5 separate regions of the Mus musculus genome follow, and all the other regions are linked to region 3. The links are chromatin contacts, called in public HiChIP or PLAC-seq, Micro-C and promoter capture Hi-C maps. All regions are on one chromosome and are shown on one strand. Each heading gives the region's core, a stretch centred on a gene start, on an enhancer-like site or on the middle of the called end of the contact. The rest is flanking DNA. Distances are from core to core; before and after follow the strand shown.

Region 1 (2,700 bases), core at 11-2,510, 490 kb after region 3:
ATTTACCAACACAAGTGCAACCACATTACGAATCCACTTTTTCATTCCTAACGTGGAATCATTAGTTTCTGAAAATGTTTAATTTCTCTTAAATCCCCTTCAATCAAGGAAAATAAACCACCCGGCCACGAGCCCATCTCAGCAGCCCTGGCGCACGGTACAGCTGGGTTGAGGAAGGATGAGGATGAGCCGAGAAGGGGTCACACAATCTCTCCGCTTCAGACCGGGGGGCGTGTCCCCCAAGGTTTTTTTTTCGCTTCCCTTCTACCGGAACGACAGATGGAAGTGCCACAAGAAGCTAGCCGCACGGCTCACAGGGCCTCGGGATTTGGTGTGGGGAACAGAAAGGAAAAGGAGGAAAAAGCTGAGGTTTCGAAAGGTGCACAGGAAAACCGGCTCGGCGCGGTGTGGTGGGGGCAGCATCGGCCACCCAGGAGGGCCGAGCCGCGCAGCTCCCGCCCCGTCTAGCTGCCCGGCCCCCGCCACCCCACCCCCGGGGCGAGCGAAGTGCAGAGCAGCCCGGGCAGGCGGCGGGTCCGGAGGCGCCCGGGCTGTGGGGCGGCCGGGAGGGAGGGACCCTCTGTACCCGTTGTTCTCCGCACAGCAGCAGCTCCGGGTAGCTGAACTCCACGCAGCTTTCGTCCGTGGGGTCCTTGAGCACCAGCTCCAGGCGAACCGTCTCCTTCGGCGGTCGCGGCGGCGGCTCCGCCCGGGAAGCCGACTCCCGCGGAGGGGGAGTCTGCAGGGGCAGCGGCGGCGGCGGCGGCTCGGGCCGCGGGGGCTCGCGCTGCAGCGCCATGGGCGGCTCGGCGCGGCTGACCTCGCGCTGGGGGAGCGGCTTGTCGCGCGCCGGGGGCTGCGCGTCAGCGCGGGGGGCCGGCTCCGCCCGGGCCGGCTCGCGGTACGGCTGCGGCTCCAGTCGGGGGGGCTCGCGCTCGGCGCCCGCGAAGTCGGCCTCGCGTCGCCTCACCGGTGACAGGCTAATGAACGCGACTCTGCGCGGCTCCGCCATCCCCACTGTTCTGGCCCTCGGCGCTCGCTCGAGCCGGCTCTCGCCTCGACGCCGCACGGCGCGCCTGCCCGCCTCTCCTTCTGCTCTCCGTCACTTTTCTTCCCTCCAGCACCCTCAGCTGTCCCCGCGGACGCCACCGTGAGTGCGGACCGGGTCCCCGTCCCCGCTACTACGTTCTGATGGGCTCCACCGCCATCGCCAGGGTCGCCGCAGCCGCCATGTTGGATCCCCCACATAAATAGAAGCAGGCCGCTGAGCGGGCGCATGCGCACACTCGAGACGCTCGCGTCCACAGTCGTGGCTGTTGCTCAGTTTTCCCCTTTTCCTCTCAACAGTCTGGAGGCCAGACAGCTCGGCGGAAGTGACGTCACAGACAGGCCTGTCTCCGTGGCAACGGGGACGCTCTCTGCTTTGCTTTCAAAGGAGGGGTTTGGGGTTCCCTGAGTGATTTCCTCCTCTCGCCCGGAAACCGAGGCACGCTCGCCGATCCCTTAGGGTGAGCGTCGCGATGTGCCTGGGACCGACACAGTCATGGCGCCGGGTCCCGCCCGACGTTGGCCTCTGGCTCTCGGCGCTGGGGAACAGGGTTGTCAGCTGAGGATTCCAGGCGGACCCAGGGCAGGGGTGAGGGGCTCGCGGCCCGGCGCCGGGCCCGCCGGTCTGTTGTCCCGTCACCTGAGGTGTCCAGGGTAGAAAGGCGAAAACTAAACTCTCCTCAGACCCCTCCCGAAAGCGCTACGCTGCCTCCCACACCGCTGCCTCCCACACCTCTTCCTAGCCGCTTTGCGCATGGCGGTGAGACGTTCAGTGACGCGCCTCAGTTGGGAAATTGAACTGGCAAAGGAACAGTTCTTGAAGACTTGAACGTCTTGGCAGCCTTTGGTGTTATTTTAGGGGACATGCTCCCGGGGGAAGAAAATTCACGGCTCATCTTTGAGTGGGAAGGAGCGTTGCTTAGGCTTCGTTGGAGCATCGTGGGAAACGAACTGGAATTCAGATTTTAACGGACGAGAATTACTAGCCCTTTTCATCTATTCAATAGAAAGGGAATTGAAAGACTCCCTTGCCGCATCCTCAAGGAAACCCAAGCTTGTTAATTGCATCAACTATATTAGATGTTGAAGAGCTGAGTCAAAGAGTCGTCACAGACGTTTTTAATATTTGCTCTTCTATTCCTTTCCAAAGGTGTACCAAATGGTGATGGAATGTTCAACCCAAAAGATTGTGCTAGCTCTAAGCCAGGTGTAGAGATGTATCCCTTTAGTGTCAGGAAGATACAGGCTGTTACATTTCAACATGGTCCACATAGACAACTGCAGGTCAGCTAACACTTCTTTTTTTTTTTTTTTTTTTTTTTTTTTGGTTTTTTGAGACAGGGTTACTCTGTGTAGCCCTGGCTGTCCTGGAACTCACTCTGTAGACCAGGCTGGCCTCTGCCTACCGAGTGCTGGGATTAAAGGCATGCGCCACCACGCCCGGCCAGCTAACACTTCTTAATGGAAGTGGGTGCACTCTGGAGCCAGGCGGATCTCTATGAGTTCAAGGCCAGCCTGGTCTATTTAGTGACTTCTAAGACAGCCAGACCTACATAGTGAGACCCTGTCTGGAAAAAAAAAAAAAAAAAAAACTGGCAGCAGCAACAAGAAAAAAAAAAGAGGAAGATGATGAATTTCTTCCTTACAATGCTG
Region 2 (2,700 bases), core at 62-2,561, 430 kb before region 3:
GTGGTGATGTGTGCAGAGCCTCGGAAGGCCAGGCACACAGGCTGTGTCTGTACAGGGCCGCTGTTAATACTCTCCTAGGTCTCCCGAGTATCGGGGCAGAGGAGAGCTCGGAAGAAGATTCACAGAGGCCACTCATCGATGGTGCTGAAAATGAAGATGACTATGAGCCTAACTATTCGATCCAGGAGGACAGGGCTGTCGTCCAAGTGAAGGCCATAAGCTTTCATCAGGCTTGCTGCCTTCCTGGGGTCATCCCGGTAAGGACTCCCTGGTCTCCTTCCACAGCTGGCCGGGTGTGGTACCTTCAGTGCTGTGCTGGGTGGGGAGCACGCTGCCTTCTACTGTCTACTGATGCAGTCCTAGGTGGTTGTGTAGCATCTGTCAGCTTCCCTGGTAGCCATGGAAACCCTGTCACATATAGAAGCTTCAGACAACAGGGGTTGGGCGGGCATGTCCAGACGTGACTCGTGAACATGCTGATGCTGATCCATCATGCAACTGCCAAGGCACAGTTAACAAGTTTTTAAATATTTTGATCTCTCAGATTTACCTGGACCAAGAGGGGTTTTGAATGGTTCATCATCTGCCTATTTGTGAATTCTGATCATTCTGGGGAGTAGGGAGTTGCCCAGTCCTAGGACAGAGTACACAAGGATTTCTTGGTAATTTATCCCAGCATTTCCACAACCTTTGCAGTCCAGGTCAACTCTGTCTGAGCGGAGCCCCTCCTGCTGCTGCAGTCTGTCTGTCTTCATGTTTTGGGGGTCCTATCACTGGAGTGGAAGTTAAGAGGCCTAGGTTGTGTTTGCAGCTTGCCCAGTAACTTTCTGTGAGACTTGGATAAGTCTCCCAACCCATCCTTGTGTCTCAGTGCCAGGGAATGGAGATGGCACCCATCTTGCCTGGCTCATTGTATAGTTCACAAAGCATCTGATTTCATGATGCAAGTCTGCAGCCATCCTACTCTGTCCCTCCCAGCTCTCTTCTGCCCTCTGCCTCTCTGCTAAAAAACTAACCCTACGAACAGGCAGTCAGTCAAGTGTAACACTCTCTAATTCTTAGAGCTAGGGAATAGGGAAATAGAGATAGAGATAGGGAAACTCTGGTTCCTTTAGGCCCTTGTAGTCCTGTTCTTATGAACATAGTGCCTTTCGGTTATAAAAATATTATACCAGCAGTTGTTTTGGTAGAGACAGAACTTCAGTTTGTTGTGGCTAAACAAGAAACTTACTTGCTGGCTCCTTTGTACTCCTAAGCCATTGTTCTCTGGCACTGGCAGGGTGGAGAGGAAGTCTAGCTAAGCCTTTGTCTTTGTAGCAGGCTTCTGGGCTGAGAGCTGTGGTGGTCAGGATTTGGCTCTCTACGGGGTGTCTGCTACCCTGCCTGCCAGGGAAGCACTTTTAAAACAAGTGGCACCTGGGAAATCACTGGCACTGGGGTGGGGGTGGGGGTGGGGTGCAGGAGTTCTAGCCAGACACTCTTTGAAGTCCGCCCTCTTCCTCTGCCTTCCCTTTGATGCTAATAGTCAGGGTTTCCTGGTAATAATGTATGTGTTGAGTACAGGAGTCTCAGCCATCACCCACTTAAGGCAGCTCTTTCAGAAGAGAGCCAGAGGCCAGTGGAAACCATAGCTCTTTCTTTTTGGCCCTCCAGAAAGGCTCTTTTCTGTGGGATGTGGTCCACAGGTAGATGTCTTTCTGTCTGTGACTGAGTCATTAACTCTCCGTAGTTTGCAGAATTAAATTTGCGGGGAGAGAACCAAGAAAGCCTGGCTGCCAGCAAGATGAGCTGAGGTTTGCTAGGCCAATTTGCCTGTGGCTGATGGTGGTTGGAAGCATGAACACCAGGGACCTTTTGTCTAAATAAAGAAACGTGGGTACAGTGTGTACTGCTTTCTGGGTTTCAAACACTGCCTTGCTTTTACCAGAGAAATGATAGAAGAAGAAACTGGGGGTAGTTAAGAAAAAGCTGTGCATAATTCCTTCCTTCCTTCCTTCCTTCCTTCCTTCCTTCCTTCCTTCCTTCCTTCCTTCCTTCCTTCCTTCCTTCCTCCTTTCTTTTTTTGGAAACCAGTAGAAGTAAAGAAAGAGGGCTTCTGGGTAAGGTCAGGGAGGACCCCATGCTGTGCTGTATGCTGCTTGTTGACAGTTGTGGTTTCTCCTGCAGTACTCACTGGCCTACGCCTGCCTGAAGCTAGTGAACTACTCCTTCTTCTTCTGGCTGCCCTTTTATCTGAGTAACAACTTCGGGTGGAAGGAAGCCGAAGCTGACAAGCTGTCCATTTGGTACGACGTCGGAGGTATCATAGGTACGCATGTGTGCCTCTCCTTCCGCGTGGTTAGTCGCCTGCCATCTTTCAGAGTTAGGAAATCTCATTTGAAGTTTTATTGCTTGCTCCACAGCCGTCTTTCCCAACCCGTCCTACCAGTAAACACGCAGCTTCTGTGAGAACAAAAAGTCCAAAGGAAGAGGGCCAGCTTGAGACTGACAGGCTGTGGTTTATAGGGGCTGTCTTCTCTTAGTCTGCGGGTGATGGATCAGCTCTTTTGTCCTGGGAACACTTGGAAATCTCTTTAAATGCAGCGCCTTTGTGTGCTTTCAGGGATGGCTTGGCTTTGAAGCTGATTTTGTGAGAGATTCAAGATGGAGTAGGAATGTGTTCATTTTGGCTTCCTCCCACTGTCCCGCTATCTCCAGCCA
Region 3 (2,700 bases), core at 161-2,660:
GAAGTGGGTTGTTAGGGACGGGGGCAAGGGACTACCCTTTGCTCTTGTTTTCACACGTGGCTGGTTTCAATGCCAGATCAGCTATGCTGAGACAGAAAAGTTCAAAAAAATAACCAAACCAGTTAAAAACCAAAAGAGCACTGGGCCCGATGCTGGGCTTCAGAGCCAATTTCCAATAAGTCATATCATCATCAGAGAACATCAAACGCACATTCCACTTTCAGCTATGCAAATTCCAAAAGAATAATACCTCACATTTGCATAATGCTTGATGTTTTTCAAAGTGCCTTCCCAGCTATTAATCTACGGGTGGCTTTATTACCACTAGAAACATAAATTGAAACTCTCTTCCAGCTCTTCTTTTTTTTTTCCACTTTCCCCTCAAAACCCAGAGACAACCTAAATCCAAGTGTTTGGGAATCCATGGGTATCTCCAGGAAAGGTAAGGACCCCGCTGGGTAAACACAAATATAGCTCATTGTGAGGTCTGTCCTTCACAGTCACCATTGGGGCCAGCTTTTAAAACACAAGGTCTGTTGTTGAACTAACAAACACACAAAGAGCAACAGTGTATGTAGCACAAGTTTAAGATTCCTTCTGGGTCCCCAGCTTCATTGTCACCACACCTGGCTCTTAATTTGGCACCCATCCCCTTCTACCACATATTAGAAAATTGGGAAATTTATTCTACCACTTTGTCCTTAACCCTGCAGGCATCTCTGTCCCCAGTAAAGTTTGTTTGCCGAAGAGCTTCCATGTCTTTAACTTGATGTGAGCCAAGAGGCTGAATTCGTTGCAAACTCAACATGAAATGATTTCAAAAAACAAGGTGAGCAGGTACGTCAGGGTTGGAGAAAGCCCTTCTAGCCATCCCCGATGCCTTTCCAATCCGCTTCTTTTTCCATTTCTTTCAGACTTAATTGTGTGTAGCGTTCCCAGTCACAGAGTCTCCAGCATTTCCTGACACTTGAATCTCATGCATTTTAGCAAAAAATTAACCTGGCTGTTTGCTTTTAATTCCGAAGCCGTGTTAATACTCAACTCCCTCTAGATTAGACAAGAAGAAAAACACACGCCCGCATACCCCACCTGGCACCACAGGCTCCTGGGCTGACATTTGTAGTGTCGCAGTCCCTGTGGTTGGCCACACTTACCATTTCAGGAGGGCCAAGAGAGCCACGAGCAGAGTCACAGTCACTATGGTACCACTGACTTCAAACTTGAGAAGCCCCAACACTTCCATTTTTCCTCGGAGACCCCGGAGGGGTGGTCCTCAGGAGGAAAGAGGGTGCTGCTCTCCTGCCCTTATAGGAGTCCTGATCTGTATATAGGTGGTGGAGAAAGAAGTAGGTAGTCAGCTGAACATCCCATCAAGTGAGTCCCCCAAAAGTGCTCTTTCTTAGAGTGTGCCTTTCTTTATAAAGAGGAAGGAAGCAGAGGGAGAAACAAAGGGCTTCAGGGCAATGAATCAGCAACTTTATTTTCTTGATGACTGTGTTGTCAATAAACATTTATGTTAGCTTCCCCAGAAACAGGAGCAGACAGGCGGGCCTCATGGTCATCATGAAGCAAAATGGTTGTTAACCATTGACTGCTTCTCAAATACGCCGTCCTCAGAGAAAGACCTCCTGCAAGATTTGCCTCTCTACACCTTTGTCGATCTGTACTTCAGTGGTGACACAGGCCAGGGCACTCTGAATGTTCCATGGATTCTGGGGGCCAGGTGGACAGCATCATCTGCTTTGTAGCCAACCACCTCCCAGTGCATTGGTTATAGGATGCAAGCTCCTGACTGAGAGGAGAGGCATGCTCACAGTATTGGTGCAGACCACAGATCTTACCTCGGGTGAGCGCTCTCAGCATGAGTTGTTGGTTGTGTAAAAGCTCACTCGTAGTCGTGTGTGGGTTGACTGTTCTAGCTTCTGGTCTAATTTGATGAAAGACACTGGATGATTTTATTTGCTTATTCATCAGCGTGTTTCATCCTGAAGACAGATAAAAAGGTTGGGTGAGCAGGAAAACACCCACCATGACGTTATTCGGCCATTCATAGAGTGTATATGGGGTCAGCATCCGCCATACTCACAAATGATGCTGGCCCCCAACCCTGGAGAAGATTCTTTGCAGATGGATATACAGTCTACAAACGAAGGAATAATTACCAGTGCAGAACAGTGCTGTGAAGGTTCTCAAAACGGAGCTTCGGGGACAGCCTGTGGGATGGCCTGCTAGGAGGTATAGTGGGGAAGACTCTAGGGAGGAAAGCCATCACTGAGATTTGCCTGTGAGAAAGCAGTTTGTCCTGTAGAGAGCTGCAGGAGAAGCAGAAAGAGAGCATGGGTGGAGGCCTGGAGGTGGGAAAACCTTTCTGCGCTTTAAGTACTACGGTAAGACCCACGAGCCTTGTTCTTTTCCTCAACTACCCCCCCCCATCTTTCTTTCTCCTCTCTCAGAGTAGGCTTCTCCTCCACAGGGTCAGATAGTCTGCTCAAATTAAGGAGCTACCATGCAGAGTGACAGCTAGTGCTACTGGAGCAACGGCAGGTTTATGGCCATGCTCAGGGAAGGAACAACCTCAGATGTGACTGAATTCAGTGCACATGCCAGAGCAACACTGTGGAAAAAACAACATATATACTTGTGTATACACACACACACACACAGTGCTCCCTAAGGCGTCCAAGGTGAGATAAGTGTGAG
Region 4 (2,700 bases), core at 123-2,622, 370 kb after region 3:
AATAACTCTTTCTAAGGATTCTAATCTAACTGTATTTTTAAAAGCCCTTTCCTTCAATTCTAATTCAGTGGGCATCAAATATCCAAAATGATTCTGTTTTCAGCACAGGTAAAATTTGCCAATATTTACTGAAGTCTCTAATACGTGGTCTAACAAAATGGAGGTCTCTCGGTGGGAAAAAAAAATAGGCCTAAACACTTCTACAAAATGGGGCCAAACACACCCACTTTAAGAAACCATGGTTTGGGTCAGATTTTCCACACACACGAAAAAAAAAAGTTGATTCTGTAAGGGCTCGACGAAGCGTCCCTGGAACTGGGGGTTAGTAGTGGTTTCGTTAAGACCAGGGAGGGAGGGGATGTTTCTCTCCACACTCTAGAGGACGGCGGCGAGGGGTGATCCGAAAGCCCAGAGGAAAGGAGCTGGAGCTGGGGGTGGAGACCTGAGCGCCCCGCCGGTCCCTGATCAATAGTCAAACTGACCGCCCCACTACTCCAAGACAGACTTGGGCTCTCCCAACCCCGCCAAGTCAACAGCAAAAGGCACAAACTCCCCTTTCTGCTCCCAGGCCCCGCCTCGCCGCATTGGCAGCAGTTCCCGCCAATCCGCACGGTCACCGCCCCCAAGACCGCCTGCCAAGCCCTGATTGGACTGGAAGAGAGACGGGGGGGACCTCGCGCTACCAATCTGGGAACCCCTTACTCGGCCGCACGCGCGCGCCCAAGTGCTCCCTCGGAGGCCTCCCCCTCCCCAGGCACGGCCCCTCCCCCACCCCCAGGGCTCTGGCAGCGACTTACCGTCCCGAGAGGTGCCCATTAACTGGTCCAGCATAGCGCGCATCTGGGCCTGCGCCGACATGGCGGCGGCGTAGCGGGCGGGCGGTCGGGCGGGCAGGCAGGCGGGGGTGGGGCACCGGCCGGGCCCTGGCGGGCGGGGGACGAGGGGAAGGGGTGGGGGAGGTGCGGCGCTGTCTCGGTGGCCGCCGCGGCCTCGAGGCCCGCGAGTAGGGAGTCGGAGGGGTCGTGGAGAGTCCGGGCTGCGCTCCTCACGACGGCGTGAACGCGGAAAATGGCAGCCCCCCTAGAGAGTGAGCCCTGGTGCCCTCACTCTCCGTCCGGTTCCTGAGACAGACGCGACACAGGCTAAGCCGACTCTCGCCTCCTCCCGACACCAACACCCGCCAGAAGCCGTCAACCCCCCCCCCCAGCAAGCGAGCTCTGACGCGGCTCGCAGCCGCCGCGACGGGAGCGCGCACGCAGCTCGCGCCTAGTCGTTTCCCGTGGGGGTTCGGCCAATCGCCATCCACGTCGCTGCGCTCCGCCCTGCCCCTCCTACGAAGGGTCCCACCCTAACGGCTCCCGAGCGCGTTCACGTCTGCTCACCCCGCCCCTCTCGGAGGCTGAGTCTCGCGAGAATGATGCTCTTTTTTTTTTTTTTTTTTTTTTTTTTTTTAGCCTACTCCGAAGCCTCTTCGGCCCCGGGCGTCTAAGCAGCAGGTCACTTAGGCCTTTGCTGTTTGCCGCCCTGGCGTCCAGCCGCAAATTAGCCAGTGCCGAGCTTAGAGCGAGTCGCAGTAAGTAGTGCGACAGAAGTTCTCAGGGTTAGTGCTTTCCCGACGGATGCTGGCGGAATCGCAAGCCCGTGGGAGCCCCGAGCCCGAGCGGAGGACACCTAACCTTATCCTCAGGCCACTGCCCCTCATCAGTGCCCGAGTTCGGGACATGTCAGGTTCAGGAAAAAGAAAAAGCAAACAAACCGCGAAATCAACACAGTGGAAATCAGGCCTCCCGACCCCTTCTGCTACGTTTAGGACAGCTGGAAGCTGCTAGTCTGAATTCGGAGCTGGGCAAAGTGAGAGCTTGGGACAGGCCATAATGCAGAGCAGCGTTTCCGTGGGGTTCTTGGCTGACTGTCGCCCTGCACTCCCACGCCCTGCTGACTGCGACCTTCCAACCGTAGTTGATTTCTTAATCTCAAGGCTGGTGGGGCTGAGGCCAGAGTGAGCCAACGGGAAATACTTAGGCCACGGCTGCTTACCGGTTTTCGAAAAGGAAAAAAAAACTGGCGAGTCTTTTAAGCTGAAACGTCGCAACTTTAGATAATAACTGGGAAATTATGGATATTTTTTGCCGTTTCATTATAATTGCCCATGCATTGAGGAACTAAAACTTCAAACTAGCGCCAGCTTCATATTAAAATCATATGAAAGAATCATCACAATTCCAAGGTTTAACTAGGCACTGAGCCGATGCAAATTACGTTATCTAGTCAGCAACTTGCCAAAAAAAAAAAAAAACACAATTATTCAGAGTACTGTTTTTGAGACAGGGTGTCAATGTTATGAGAAAAATAGCCTTAAAAAGTGAGAATACCGGAGACTCAGCATAGGTTAGGAATGGAGACATTTTTCACCTCTGCAGAAGTTAGGCATCACCCTGACACAAAAGACAAACTGAGCTGCCAACTTAGCATAAAACTGTTTAGTTGTTGTTTGGGTTTTTGTTTGTTTTTTTAATTACATGTCGTCTCTCTCCACTTTTTCTTCCCAACTTTTGGTTTTTTCGAGACAGGGTTTCTCTGTGTAGCCTGGAACTCACTCTGTAGACCAGGCTGGCCTCGAACTCAGAAATCCACCTGCCTCTGCCTCCCAAGTGCTGGGATTAAAGGCGTGCGCCACCACACCCAGCTTCTTCCCAATTT
Region 5 (2,700 bases), core at 37-2,536, 460 kb before region 3:
TTAGTAAAGTTTAGCTAAAAGCTGGTCTGTAAGTCAAGAAGAGTTTGGTGGATGTCACCGAAGACATAAGATTAACTGTGAAATGAACCCAGGTCCAGGAGTGCCTTTTGTAGACCAGGCTGGCCTCGAACTCAGAAATCCGACTGCCTCTGCCTCCCGAGTGCTGGGACTAAAGGCGTGCGCCGGGTGGAAGCGTTCTTACTACCTGGCCTTGGATGCCCTGAAAGAGGAAACTGGGTGGTAGCACGGGAATCTTCCTTCTCTCCTCTTTCTCCTCCTCCACGTCTTCCTCTCCCCCTTTCTATTTTTATTTATGTGTTTTTGTATGTCTCTGTGTGTGTCATGTTCACGGAGGCCAGATGAGGGTGTCAGGTCCTCTGGAACTAGAGTGTGAGTCACCATGGAACCAAATCTAAGTCTCCTAGATGGGCAGTCACTGCTCTTAACTGCTGAGCCGTCTCTCCAGTTCCATTTTTTAAAAAATGATTTATTTATTTTTATTATATGTAATTACACTGTAGCTGTCTTCAGACACTCCAGAAGAGGGAGTCAGATCTCATTACTGATGGTGTGAGCCACCATGTGGTTGCTGGGATTTGAACTTCGGACCTTCAGAAGAGCAGTTCTTACCCACTGAGCCATCTCACCAGCCCTCTACAGTTCCATTTTTAAAAATGCACAGATGTGGGCTGGTGAGATGGCTCAGTGGTAAGAGCACCCGACTGCTCTTCCGAAGTCCAGAGTTCAAATCCCAGCAACCACATGGTGGCTCACAACCATCTGTAACAAGATCTGACGCCCTCTTCTGGAGTGTCTGAAGACAGCTACAGTGTACTTACATATAATAAATAAATAAATCTTTTTTAAAAAAAAAAATGCACAGATGTATGTATGTACGTACATATGTATGTATTTAATCATCTTTCCAGCTACGCTGCTGGGGATCTTAATACGAACTATTTATTTTGGTGCAATGGCAATGGGGTGCAGAGCTGTGAATACAAACAGGTGAATGACTATTCCTACCTATATGGACAACTGCATTTAATTAAACAAGAGTCTAAAACAGAATAACGCCTCCTCTTGAAAAAATGGTCAGCCTATCGGTTCTTCTCAAATGATATCTCTCACTCGTTGCTTTTCTCCGCTAACATTTCTGGACCTAGTCCCTTCCTGCAGGAGCTCAGTTAAACCCAACCAGTGGACTTTACAGCTCGCAGGTAAAGCGGCACTGGCGGACTACAGCTCCCGGCATGCACCTGTCCCCGAGGTCACGTGAGCGTCCGGAAGCTCTGGCCACATCCCGCTGGGTGAGGTGGCGGCGGGGGCGGCGGGAGCGGAGTCTAGCGGAGCGGGTTCTTCGGCGGGTCTCAGGTGCGAGCCTGCGTGCGCTCGGGTGCTTGGGGTCCTGGCCGGGTTGGGCGCGCGGTGGGCTTCGGGCGTGGGAAGCGCGGACAGCTGGTGGGTGTGGCGGCTCGGGCGCCGCTGGCAGCTGGCCCCCACCAGACCCCCACCGGGACCCCACCGGAGCTCCTGGTGCTGCCGCTGTGCAGTCCCGAGGCTGTGTGCACCGCAGAGGGAGGAGGACACCAGACACCAGAGAGGGAAGGTGGCCCAGCCCAGCCCACGCAGACCTCCCGGGTAGGGGGTACTTGTTCCCCTCGGCCCACCGATCTTGGCTCATGGGACGTTTGAACGGAAGAAAATGAAACCCAAGGAAAGGGTTCATGGTTTAGCAAGAGGAGGGCCACGTTTCAGGTAGGGTGGGAGGCGTTTGGATAGGATGCACGGAGGTCAGAGGGAGAATTGACTTCGTGGAAAAACTAGGGGTTTGTTTTCGAGTAACTGCCACGACCTCAGGGAATTCGGCTCTGCTTCTTATTCGAATGTCAGACTTTGGTTGTTCTTATTTGTAGAGTGTGGCCTGTTCTTAATTTTGATAAGACAATGGGGATGTGTCCACTTTTAACATTTTCTGCAATATGTTAAGCGATGCCGTGATATTTTACTGAAATGTTTAGAGGATACCTAGTTGCCAGGGCGAGCCTCTTTAGCCATTGCTTGATGTCTTCACTCACATTTCTGTTTACGAAACAATCACTGATGAAGAGAACACCTCGACTACTGTGGTAGTTGAATTATTCTTTTGCCACTTGCCAGATGTTCCTTGTAAGTAAAACAGAGTCTGCCCTAAACACACAGTAAATCCTTTCATTTAATCCTTAAGTGAGGAAAGAAGTGAAGTAAATGGACTTGACCTTTAGTGTCAGAGTTCTCTGTTTTTCAGGAGCAGTTCAGTGCTCATTGTTTAAGGTTTTGGATGAGTGCCTGGTCCTCAAGTGAGGATGACATGCTGTTGTTGCAGTGATAACTGGCACGATTAGGGCTTTGTCTGAAGGGCAGAGGAGAAAGTAGTTGTCTTTGAAAGAAAATAGGGAGAAGTTGGCCTTAGGAACCCTGGTATAAATGGATGTGGTTTTAGGAACCCTGAAACAGCTAGCTAAGTCCTTAACATCTGTGGTAATGCGGCAGTTTTAAGAAAAAGTGTGTGTGTGTGTGTGTGTGTGTGTGTGTGAGAGAGAGAGAGAGAGAGAGAGAGAGAGAGAGCGAGCAAGTGCACGGACAAGTGTCGAATAGTCCAGGTAATCACCATCTCCCTGTGTAACTGAAGATGTCCTTGACCTTCTAATCTTCCTGTCT

What was found. A called contact is a pair of places that touch in the nucleus more often than the background predicts. HiChIP or PLAC-seq counts read pairs in DNA pulled down with a chosen protein or histone mark. Capture Hi-C pulls out chosen DNA fragments and counts their contacts.
Region 1: a contact with region 3 is called in an H3K4me3 HiChIP or PLAC-seq map of stem cell-derived neural progenitor cells, with 4 times the contacts expected there. The contact joins the promoter of Ubn2 here to the promoter of Tbxas1 in region 3. A contact is called at or near these places in 2 of 39 promoter capture datasets (pre-B cells and stem cell-derived epiblast-like cells), 2 of 484 Hi-C or Micro-C datasets (both in the G1E-ER4 cell line) and 1 of 115 datasets of contacts at active chromatin or transcription factors (stem cell-derived neural progenitor cells).
Region 2: a contact with region 3 is called in a Micro-C map of embryonic stem cells, with 2.5 times the contacts expected there. The contact joins the enhancer-like site here to the promoter of Tbxas1 in region 3. A contact is called at or near these places in 11 of 484 Hi-C or Micro-C datasets (B cells, the G1E-ER4 cell line, the N1E-115 cell line and 5 more) and 2 of 115 datasets of contacts at active chromatin or transcription factors (memory CD8 T cells and trophoblast stem cells).
Region 4: a promoter capture Hi-C map of liver shows a contact between it and region 3, with 2.6 times the contacts expected there. The contact joins the promoter of Luc7l2 here to the promoter of Tbxas1 in region 3. A contact is called at or near these places in 7 of 39 promoter capture datasets (the 3T3-L1 cell line, the C10 cell line, HPC-7-derived erythroid cells and 3 more), 3 of 484 Hi-C or Micro-C datasets (all in the G1E-ER4 cell line), 7 of 115 datasets of contacts at active chromatin or transcription factors (the HPC-7 cell line, bone marrow-derived macrophages, epiblast stem cells and 4 more) and 2 of 9 other capture datasets (liver and macrophages).
Region 5: a FOXA1 HiChIP or PLAC-seq map of pancreatic cancer cells shows a contact between it and region 3. The contact joins the promoter of Slc37a3 here to the promoter of Tbxas1 in region 3. A contact is called at or near these places in 2 of 39 promoter capture datasets (hippocampal neurons and pre-B cells), 1 of 115 datasets of contacts at active chromatin or transcription factors (pancreatic cancer cells) and 1 of 9 other capture datasets (adipose tissue).

What each region holds. Positions count from the first base shown.
Region 1 is chr6:38,432,485-38,435,184 of GRCm38.p6, reverse strand. Ubn2 (ubinuclein 2) reads right to left here and starts at 1,260. Exons shown (of 17, transcript NM_177185.4): 1 at 587-1,260. The coding sequence starts at 1,012.
Region 2 is chr6:39,346,897-39,349,596 of GRCm38.p6, reverse strand. It overlaps Slc37a3 (solute carrier family 37 (glycerol-3-phosphate transporter), member 3), which reads left to right. Exons shown (of 15, transcript NM_028123.3): 9 at 79-257; 10 at 2,167-2,308. Among named protein-coding and RNA genes, the nearest start is that of Slc37a3, 29 kb to the left of the region's middle. Within about 2 kb of position 1,311, at least 101 of the 459 cell types and tissues checked have an H3K27ac peak or open chromatin away from gene starts, as enhancers often do. A contact at or near this core is called in Th1 cells, embryonic stem cells, memory CD8 T cells and 1 more, where this site is marked.
Region 3 is chr6:38,917,696-38,920,395 of GRCm38.p6, reverse strand. Tbxas1 (thromboxane A synthase 1, platelet) reads right to left here and starts at 1,410. Exons shown (of 13, transcript NM_011539.3): 1 at 1,155-1,410. The coding sequence starts at 1,243.
Region 4 is chr6:38,550,006-38,552,705 of GRCm38.p6, reverse strand. It overlaps Luc7l2 (LUC7-like 2 (S. cerevisiae)), which reads right to left and starts at 1,372. Exons shown (of 10, transcript NM_138680.3): 1 at 798-1,372. The coding sequence starts at 858.
Region 5 is chr6:39,376,293-39,378,992 of GRCm38.p6, reverse strand. Slc37a3 (solute carrier family 37 (glycerol-3-phosphate transporter), member 3) reads left to right here and starts at 1,286. Exons shown (of 15, transcript NM_028123.3): 1 at 1,286-1,374.